2 separate regions of the Pan troglodytes genome follow, and region 2 is linked to region 1. A link is a contact called in public Hi-C data. All regions are on one chromosome and are shown on one strand. Each heading gives the region's core, a stretch centred on a gene start, on an enhancer-like site or on the middle of the called end of the contact. The rest is flanking DNA. Distances are from core to core; before and after follow the strand shown. Region 1 overlaps NCOR2 (nuclear receptor corepressor 2). Region 2 has its middle 110 kb from the start of SCARB1.

Region 1 (4,917 bases), core at 1,639-4,138:
GCAGCTCTCTGCTCCATGGCACCCCAGGCCCTCCCATCCCAGCTCTCCCCTCCCTCACGCCAGCTACCCCGTGACCACAAGCCTATTCCTGCCCCAGGGCCTTTGCGCTTGCTGCTCTGCCCACCTGGAACACCTTCCCCACTTCTTCCCACACTCTGGCACCTCCAGAGACCCAGCGCCTGCCCTCTTCCTGCCACCCAGCTCTGTGCACCCGGTGCTTGGCCCACCTCCAAGCCTTTGCCCGAGCTGCCCCCTCCCTGCATACCTACCCGCCACCTCCCACCCAGCCCAACCAGCAGCAGAACCTCAAGCGGGAGAGGAGCTCCCAGCTGGGGGCCCAGGCTTACCTTGGTGAGGTCTTCAGATCCCACAGGCTGGCCCGTGGCCAGCAGGGGTGACGGTCGCAGCAGGGGGTCAGGCAGCAGCTCTAGCCGAGGGCGCTTGCTTTCAATGAACTCCATCTCTGACTTCCCCAGCTCGGGCAGGTATGAGTGGGACTCTGGCCGCAGGTGGAGCTCCTGGGACCTGCGGGAGGTGAGGCATCCAACGTCACATAGGAGATTGTGGCTCTGAGAACTCCCGAGGCCCCGACCACCCTCTGCGCCGAGCATCTACTGCGCGCCGTGCTCCGTATGATCCTGCCAGGAAGGTGCTCACAGGAGCCCACCTCCCACGATCCCACAGCAGGGCAGGACTCCAATGCAGCGCTGCCTTCCTTCAGGTCCACATTCACCGAGGACATTTACAGGGAGGTAGTGTGCTACGGTGGCACTGGAACACCCCAGAGTGACTGCCCCTCCCTCGCCACGGACCACCCCACCGTCCCCACCTGGGGCTGGCTACAATGCAGAATCTCCAGTACCATCTGAGGCCTACTGAGTCAGACTCTGCATTTTAACAAGATCGCTGGGTCGTTCACAGGCACAGTCCATCCGGGAAATGCTGTGAGCCTAACACAGATAACAGCACCCGTGATGCCATTTCCCTCTCACCCACGCAGGGCAGACATCGCTGGCCGATCGCAGAACTCTTGCTGCTGAACCTGGCCTAACCACCTTCTCAACTCAGCCTAGCAGCCCGGTGCAGAGACTGGAGCTGCCCAGTTTCCCCAGCGACTGGCTCTCCTGAACCCTCCTCCGCAGTGTGCCTAGAGAGGGCATGGCCTTGCCTAACTAAGCACACCCCACAGAGCTGGGACTCCTGGCCTCCACCTCTGAGGCTCTAACCATCACCCACCAGAAAGAGCCTGAATATGGGCCTTGCTGAAATGCTTGTCCCAGAGGCTAAGCAGGGAATCCACAGCTGTTCCCCTCCTGCACAAGCCCTGCCTGGCCTGGCCCTCGCTGTCCCGCCACTGCACTCCTGCCCCAGGGCCTTTGCATCTGCTGGGCTCTGCCTGGAGCACTGAGACCTCAGGCCCTCCACGTGAGCTCCTCCCCTTCATGTCGTGGTGCAGATGGCGCCTCCTTGTCCCAGGCCAGACCACACTACACCCGCCTGTCTGCTCTCTCTCCACTGCCCTCCCACGCGCTTGGTGACAACAGGTGTTTCCTGGCCACCTCCCCCACCCATGAATGAACGCAGGGTGGTTCACCTGTCTTGTTCATGGCTGTCCCCAGGTATTGGCGCACAGTAGGTGTTCAATCAGTGCCTGTAGACTGACCGAATGCTGCCCACTGCAGCACGGGCTGGGGCCGTGTTGCTGGCCCCCCCGGGGAGCGGGGCAGCCACCCCTCTGTGCTCACCTCCCTGGAGGGGCCTCAAGTCCTTGTCCCTCCAAAGCTGGGTCCCAAGACATCCCCCTCTTCAAGGCCCAGAACCCAGGGCTTCACCATTACATAGGCTTGGCAGGAAGCACATGGTGTTTTCTCTTAAACATGATAGTGGCACTGCAGTGGCTCAAATAATGTCCTCCCAAAATCCACGGCCACTGGAACCTCAAAATACAACGTCCTCCCAAAATCCACGTCCACTGGAACCTCAAAATATAACATCCTCCCAAAATGCACAGCCACTGGAACCTCAAAATATAACATCCTCCCAAAATGCACAGCCACTGGAACCTCAGAATAAGACCTTCTTTGGACCTAGGGTCATTGCAGATGGAATGAAGCTAAGATGAGGCCATCCTGGATTACGATCACTGGGGTCCTTGTAACACAACAAGAGAACACAGAGACAGACAAGGAAATGGCCACGTGAGACAGAGGCAGAGGCAGAGATTGGACCGATGCAGCCACAGCTGAGGAACGCCTGTAGCCCCCAGAAGCTGGAGGAGACAGAAAAGCATCCTCCCCTTGAGCCTTCCGAGGGGGCGCGGCGCTGCGGATGCCCTGACTTCAGATCACGGGAATGCACTTCTGTGGCTTGAAGCCACCCAGTTTGTGGCACGTTGCGACGGCAGGCCCAGGAAACCAATCCAGGTACAGAAGGCACGCTGCCTCGGCCTCCCCTCCTCCAGACGCCTGCGCCCACCTGAGTTCACCAGCCCCGCCTGATCTGGGGCCCTGCCACACCTCCGTGGTACCATGAAGGGCTGGGGCCTGGTGCCTCGACTTCTAGTCCTGGCTGAGTAAACAAGAGCCCATCCCTCAACCTCGCAGCCTCAGCTGCCCCATCTGAGAAATAGGCACAATTCCCCACACCTCAGCCGTCTCCAGCAGAAGCTCCTAGAGAAGATGGGAGAAAGAACGTGGCCTACCGATCCCAAGTGAATGCATGGAGAGCTGGCTCTGACCCAGCCCTGGCCCTCCCCTTGCTGCAGTCCCTCCAGCTCCCCACCCCACCTCCCTCCCACTCCCCACCTCCCTCTCACCCTACCACCTAACCTGTTCATTCCCTTCCCACCTGGATCAAGGAAAGTAAGGCTGGCCCAGCACAGGCACACACCAGAGGGCGTCCTCTGCCAGCTGGAGAAGAAGGAAGAATGGGAGGAGAGGGCAGGGGCCCCAGGTGTGGACTCAAATCTTCCCACAGAAGCCCAGCCCTGCTGCAGCCCAGCTTGGAGGTCCCCACTGCTGCCTAAACCCACAGAGGCCACTGAAGTTCCACGCTGGAAGTCTGAGGGCCACGTCGCTCTTCCCTGCTTGTCCCATCCTCACCCCGAGTCACGCCCACGCCAGGTCAAAGGTGAACACACGGCCCGACATCCCCTCATTTCACAGGACCCTGTGTGCTCCTGCTCTGCCACGGGCCTCTGCTTCTCCATCTGAGAAGGAGCTCTCACGCCCTGGACAGGGAGGCAGCAACTCTCTCCTCACCGTTCATTCCCGGGCTGGAACTCAGACAGCAGGGAGGGCCTCCGCCGCTGGGGCTGGATGATGGAGCCGGGCGACAGGTGGGAGGCATAGTCGCGGGAGTGGTGCTGGTACTCCAGGAGCCCGACGTCCTGCAGGAGGGGACAGAGGAGTGGTGAGCGTGGGCGGGCACGGGCATGGCGGGGCACGGCAGGGCACAGTGGGCAAGGCCGTGGACTCCCTGCTCAGGCTCGCTCCTGCCCTAGGCAGATAAGCCCAAGTCCTGCAGGGAACTTCAGGGACCATCTGGCCAGAGGCTACCCTTGGGGCCGAACGCCAAGGAGGAGAAGGAACACAGACAGCTGAACGGCCCTGGGCTGCATCCTTCCCACACAGCATCCCAGGGACCCACGATCACGCCCACCTTCCAGATGAGACCGCCAAGCCTGGGAGGTCTGATGGGGCTGTCTGAGGCCACAGGCTAATACAGGCCTGGAACCATCCTAACCATGGCCTCTGTCTGCCGGCCATGCTGGCGTTGACTGGGGGGCCAGAGTAGAGGAAGCTGTCTTCGCTTTTCTACCCTCCCACCCCATCCTACCCCTGCCAGGCTGTGGGTCCCTCCAGCCTGAGGAGCTGAAGCTTGGAAACGCAGGCCTGGGAAGACAGGACTGAAGGTGCATACGGCGCAGCATTATTTGTAAAAACAGAAATGCATTTGCAGCAACAACTGGGAAAAGGCCCAACCTAGATGCCCAGCTCTTGGCAGGGTGGGTAAGTGATGCCCACGCGAGGGAACGAGGCTCGGGCCTCACTCGCCAGGAGAAGGATGGATGGTGGCAAGTGACGGCGACAAACACCCGACAGCCAGCGAGGCCCAAAGACCAGGTTTCAGAACAAAGCGACCCCTGACCCCAAGGCCGCCCTGTAAAAGAGGAACTCCCGCTCGTATCACAGCCAGAAGGGTAAGCCTTAGGCAGACCTTCCTCCTTTAATAACACACCATCGTCCATTTGACAAAGACTCTCCTTGCCCACACCTGAGTCAAGCTCCTCTGACCCATCCTCTCTCTACGGGGCCTCGGCCTTGGCCTCGGCCTTGCGGGGCTCTGCCCAGCTGCAGGCATCCTGCTAAGTCAGTCCAGAGGAACCCCCCACCCTCAAGCGCTCCTCTTAGTAATTTTCCATCCACTGACCCCTCCCTCCGCCCTGCGGCTAGGCTATGAGGCCTCAGCTGCCTTGGCCGTATTTGGAGCTGAGCCTGGTCTCTCTCCCTTATTGTGACAGTCTTGACACTGATAGCACAATTGTCCTGTATAGTCTTCCTGCTTAACAAGTGTCCAAATACTTGTTTCTTTAACACATTATCCATTATCATAGGGGGTAAAACTCAATATCAACAAATTAGATGTATACCGATTGCCAAGTACACCCAGATTTGAGAAACATTAAACTGTGGTTAAAAAAAAAAAAAAAAAAAGACAGTAACAAGCCTCTCAAACAAAACAAGACAGGCTTCACTTATGCACCAATTCCAATAGATTAGTTCTGTCTGCCTGGAACACTCAGTTATGCTGTTTGCGGCAATCAGTTAATGATGTCTGACAGGTAAGGCTTTAGAGAGTGGGATTACAAGCGACTTCGTCTCTTCTTGGCACCTTTTTTTAATTTTCCCAATTTTC
Region 2 (4,917 bases), core at 850-3,349, 270 kb after region 1:
TCGTTAAAGGCCCTGTCTGCACAGACTGCTCATTTTATCCGAAGCCGCCAACAAGATAAATGGCCCTGTAACTTATTATTCTGCTGCAAAGCACCTCACGGCAAGCGGTGGCACAGATGCCAGGAATAAATCACATCTGATCTTCCGAGAGCCAGGCAGAGCGCCCACGAGGAGTGTCGGAGGCAGGGGAGGTTGGCACAGCCCTGGACCTTGGGGGTTGGAGCAGCCCTGGACCTTGGGGGGCTTCACTAAGGAGCAGAGAGCTGCAGGGGTCTTTATTAGGGCCCCGGAGCTCTGGAGTATACATTGTTCTTTTTTATTGGCCCAGCACCTATTTCCCCTTCTTGGGGTTTAATAGCACCCCTTTTTCTCTGGGAAAACCATCTCTCCTCCGCTCTCAGTCCGTCTGGTTCCGATGGGGTCATCCCTTCTCCCAGTTACAGGGAGGAGCATGAACACGTGACCTACCCTGGTCAATCAGAGCTTCACATTCTTTTGCAGCCGTGACTAGCTCAGAGCAGGCAGGTGACCCACACCAGGCTGATGGGACCCAAACCTCAGACTTCTGCTGAAACTCTAGGAAAAGAGGAGTTCTCTCTTCTAACAGGTTGCTCACAGAAGGAACTTTTCCGTTGAATTACCTCAGTTTCTAGCACAATTACAGGCACATGGTAGGTGCTTGGTAAAAATGGGCTGGATGAATGAACAATCCACCTGGAATTAGCACAGCTGGCTTCTTGTCTGGGCGCAGCCATCTCTAACTTCAAGACAGCTTCTTCACCTCTGCAGGTCTCAGTTTTCTTGCCTATAAAAAGGCATTAATAACAGCACTTAGCAGTAGCTGATTGTATCAGTTAGCTATTGCTGCCGACATGCCGCGTAACAAAAGATTCCCACCTGCAATCACTCATTATCATTTCCGTGTCTGCCAGTTGGCTGGGAGTCACCTGATCCAGGATGGGCTGGGCTGCCCCACCTGTCTCTCTTCCTCTTTGGATCAGCAAGTTAACCCAGGGCCTGTTTTTCTCACCCAGTGACAGAGGCACAGCATAATACAAGGTCCCTGAAGGGATAGGGCCAATACTAGCACAGCCTCATTTCCATTGCCTTCTTATGGCCAAAGCAAGTCACATGGCCAGACCTAAAGTCAAGAGGTGGGGAAATGCACTCTACTTCTTTGCCACCCAGTAAAGGGCACAGATGTGGGGGGTGGTGAGGAATTGAGGCTGGCTGTGTACCCCCACAATGCCATTGTCTGTGCCTTGATGTTGACTTGATCCGTGTCCACCTCCTTCTCCACTAGAATAAACCTCGGAGCACCTGGATCTCTGTCTGCTTTGTTCACGGCTGTATCCCAGCATCTAGAACGGGGCCCAGGACAGAGTCAATGCACAGCAAATCCTTGTGGAAAGCCTGGCTAGCTGCCCCTGGCCTCCCTCTGCTGTGAGGATTGAGCCAGGTCAGAGACCCAGACATGGCATTGGAAGTTATGGAAGACCCTCAAAGACTCACGGTGCACACCCCTGCTCTGGCTTTTAAATATCCAGTGGGAATGAATGTCCCATCTCTGACCCTGATGATCAGCAGTGCCAGGGGTCCGGTTCGGGTGAGGGTTGTCACATCTGGGGAGAGACCTGCTGACACTGGCCGTGTTTGCACACCCATCTCTCTCGCCTCTGACTCAGTGGTCCTGGAGAGGCCCCCTCACAGCTCAAAACCATCCCCTTGGATCAGGAAGGCACAGGTTTAACTCCATGCTGAGGCCACAGACCTCTCTGGGGTGTGCAGGAAGTGGCCCAAAAGGCCCTGGGGAGAGGAACAGTCTGCTGGGGCCATGTGCATGGCCCAGGGCGCCCGAGGCCCAGCCCTGCCCGGGCCTCCCATCCCTGCCCTATGCGGTTTTCCTCTTGCCCTGCTTCCCATCTCTGAGAAGCAGCAAAGTCACCCTCCCCATCTGCCCTTCCCTGGGGGAGCGGTCCCCACCCCCACGTCCATCTGGACCTCAGTGCGGCCATCCCTCCCATGCACAAAGCTCCTCCCAGCCCCAGCACACAGGAAACCTCTCGAGTCTGCCCCCGTGGTGCACACTTCAGCACAAAAGCCTTCCCCCTCTCCAGGCCCAGCCTGAAAGAACCAAATGTTCCTCTATTATGCAAGCTCATTCCTCTCTTCCTGCCGCGGCCGAAATTGCAATCTGTGCGGAGGGGTGGAGGGGGAAGAGCAGGCCTAGGAAAGAGAGAGCTGAACAGCGGCAGAAGGAGCATCCCTCCCACCCTGCTAAACGCCAACTTAGCACCAGCCCCAAGCCCTCCAAGGCCCCGGCTGGACACCCCAGCAGAGGGGATGTGGTGTCAGCACCTGTAACCAAATATGAACCCAGTCGTCCCTGTGGTTTGCCCGGAGGAGATAAACTCTGGGTGTATTCCCACAGTGAAGAAGAACACTGCTGCCAGCCGGCCATCAACTACAGTGCTTTCATTTCAGGGGGGCTAAGGCGGTGTCAAAGGCACTGATCACCGGAAAACAACACGTGGGTATTGTGTGTTGAGAGCTGGCTATGCATCAGGCACTGTTGGAAGCACCTTACCCGTTTAGTCCTCACACTCTACGGATAGGTCTTAGTATCACGCCCATTGCACAGAGGAGGAAACTGAGGCTCAGAGTGGGTGGCTTCACGGAGGAAGCATAATCAGGAAGCAGAGGATCTGGGGTCCAAACCAGGCAACCCGACCTCAGATCTGCCCCGTAAACAGCTGCTCTGTTAACCCACGGATCGGCATTTGTGTTCCACAGGCCTTTCCTGCAAGCCGAAAAGCCACACCATCTAAGATCCAGCAAACCCACTTCTGGGTTTTATTTATTTATTTATTTATTTGAGACAGGATCACACTCTGTCACCCAGGCTGGAGTGCAACAGCGTGATCATGGCTCACTGCAGCCTTGACCTCCTGGGTTCAAGTGATTCTCCCACTTCTGCCTCCCAAGTAGCTGGGACCACAGGTATGTGCCACCACGCCCAGCTAATTTTTAAATTTTTATTGGAGACAAGGTCTCGAGATGTTGCCCAGACTGGTCTCAAACTGCTGGGCTCAAGCAGTCCTTCTACATCTGTCTCCCAAAGTACTGGGGTTACAGGCTGAGTCACCATGCTCAGCTTCCACTTCTGGGTTTATATCCAAAAGAACAGAAAAGAGAATCTCAAAGAAATATGTGCACACTGAAGTTTATAGCAGCCTGATGTGTTGATTCACAAGAGCTCAAAGATGGAGGCAACATAAGGGTTTGTGGATGGATGGATGGATGGATGGATGGACGGACGGACAGATGGATGGATAAACAAACTGTGGTCCATCCATACAATGGAATATTATCCAGCCAGGAAAAGGAAGAAAACCCTGTCATGTGCTAACCCAATGGATGAACCTTGAGGACATTATGCTAAGTGAAATAAGCCAGTCACAAAAGGACAAATACTGTTTGATTCCACTTAGAAGAGGTAGCTAGAGTCATCAAATTCATAGAGACAGAAAGTAGAATGGCAATTGCCAGGGGCTAGGGAGAGAGAAATGGGAGTGCTTGTTTAATGGGGACAGAGTTTCAGTTCTGCAAGATGAAAAAGTTCTGGAGATCTGTTGCACAACAGTGTGAATGTACTCAATGCCCCTGAACTGTACACTCGAAAATGGTTAAGATGGTAAATGTTATGTTAGATGTATTTTGCCACAATTTAAAAAAGCGGAACACCATCATTGTTGTCACCATCAGAAGAGTTGCCATGCTTGGACGGCACCTTTTGGACACCCACTGCACTGTTGTAAGGACTTGACTTAACCTCCCTGATAGATTGTGTTGATGGCCCCAAGTTTATACCTCACCCTGTATGCATGCCCTTTGCTGTGTGGCTTTGCAATTCCTCTCACCAAAGAGGTAAAGTTACTCCCCAACCCCTTGAATCTGAAATGGCCTTGTGACTGGTGTCAGCTGATAAAAGTAACAATGTGCTAGTGCCAAGGTGGGCCTTGAAAAGCCTGGAGCAACTGCTTGTACTCTTCCACCTCTGCCATCATCTCAGATCCTACCCAGGCTAGCCAGCTGGAGGAGAGATGTGCAGAGCAAAGCAGAGCTCTCCCAGCAATCCCAGCTAAGGCCACCCTGGAGCAACCAATAGCCAGCCACCCCCAGACATGCAAGCAAGCCTAGCTGAAACAGAAGAACCACCCAGCCGAGAAAGAAGAACCGCCCAGCCAAGCCCAGCCTCAATCACTGACCTGCAGATGTATGAGCCTAATAAATGATTATTGTTTGAGGTCACTGATATTTGAGGTGATTTGTTATGCAGCATTATTTTGTCAATAGATAACTGATACAAACTCATATAAAAGGCCCCATCTGTTTACTCGCATATTCAGGTGTTCCAACACAACCTTGTGAAACACCCACTCTGTAACCAGGGATAGAGCTTCAGCAAAGCCTTCGTGAAGCCCACAGCTCAGAAGAGAGAGAAAGATTAAGACCCAAGTGCTCACTACACGTGATTAAGTGAAGAGCCCAGGCATAGCCTATGGCAAGAGCACACAGCCAAGGCTTGAGAGATCAAGGAAGTCTTCCCAGAGGAGGAGTGATCAAAATAGAGGCCCGAAGAAGAAGGGGGAAAAGACAGATTGGGGGTTGCATCCAGGCAGGAACAGAAGAAGTTCCGGGTGGAAAAAACAAGGATAAATGCCGTGGCTGGGTGGCGGGGAGCGCGTGGATGTCACAGCCTGGCTGCTTGGAAGAATTGCAAGGCCTTTGGGAAATCTGTGCTGGAGCCGGATCATGCAGGGCCCTGTGTCCCCCATTTCAGAGCTGGGACCTTATTCTGAGGGCCTGGGGGATTTTAGCCGGGAGCTACATGAGCAGATTTGCACTTGAGAAAGA

Evidence for each region. A called contact is a pair of places that touch in the nucleus more often than the background predicts.
Region 2: a Hi-C map of induced pluripotent stem cells shows a contact between it and region 1, with 1.6 times the contacts expected there. The contact joins two enhancer-like sites.

What each region holds. Positions count from the first base shown.
Region 1 is chr10:131,311,358-131,316,274 of NHGRI_mPanTro3-v2.0_pri, forward strand. It overlaps NCOR2 (nuclear receptor corepressor 2), which reads right to left. Exons shown (of 48, transcript XM_024348140.3): 4 at 3,261-3,388; 5 at 348-525. Among named protein-coding and RNA genes, the nearest start is that of NCOR2, 82 kb to the right of the region's middle. Within about 2 kb of position 2,889, at least 7 of the 24 cell types and tissues checked have an H3K27ac peak or open chromatin away from gene starts, as enhancers often do. A contact at or near this core is called in induced pluripotent stem cells, where this site is marked.
Region 2 is chr10:131,581,577-131,586,493 of NHGRI_mPanTro3-v2.0_pri, forward strand. No RefSeq gene overlaps it. Among named protein-coding and RNA genes, the nearest start is that of SCARB1, 110 kb to the right of the region's middle. Within about 2 kb of position 2,100, at least 17 of the 24 cell types and tissues checked have an H3K27ac peak or open chromatin away from gene starts, as enhancers often do. A contact at or near this core is called in induced pluripotent stem cells, where this site is marked.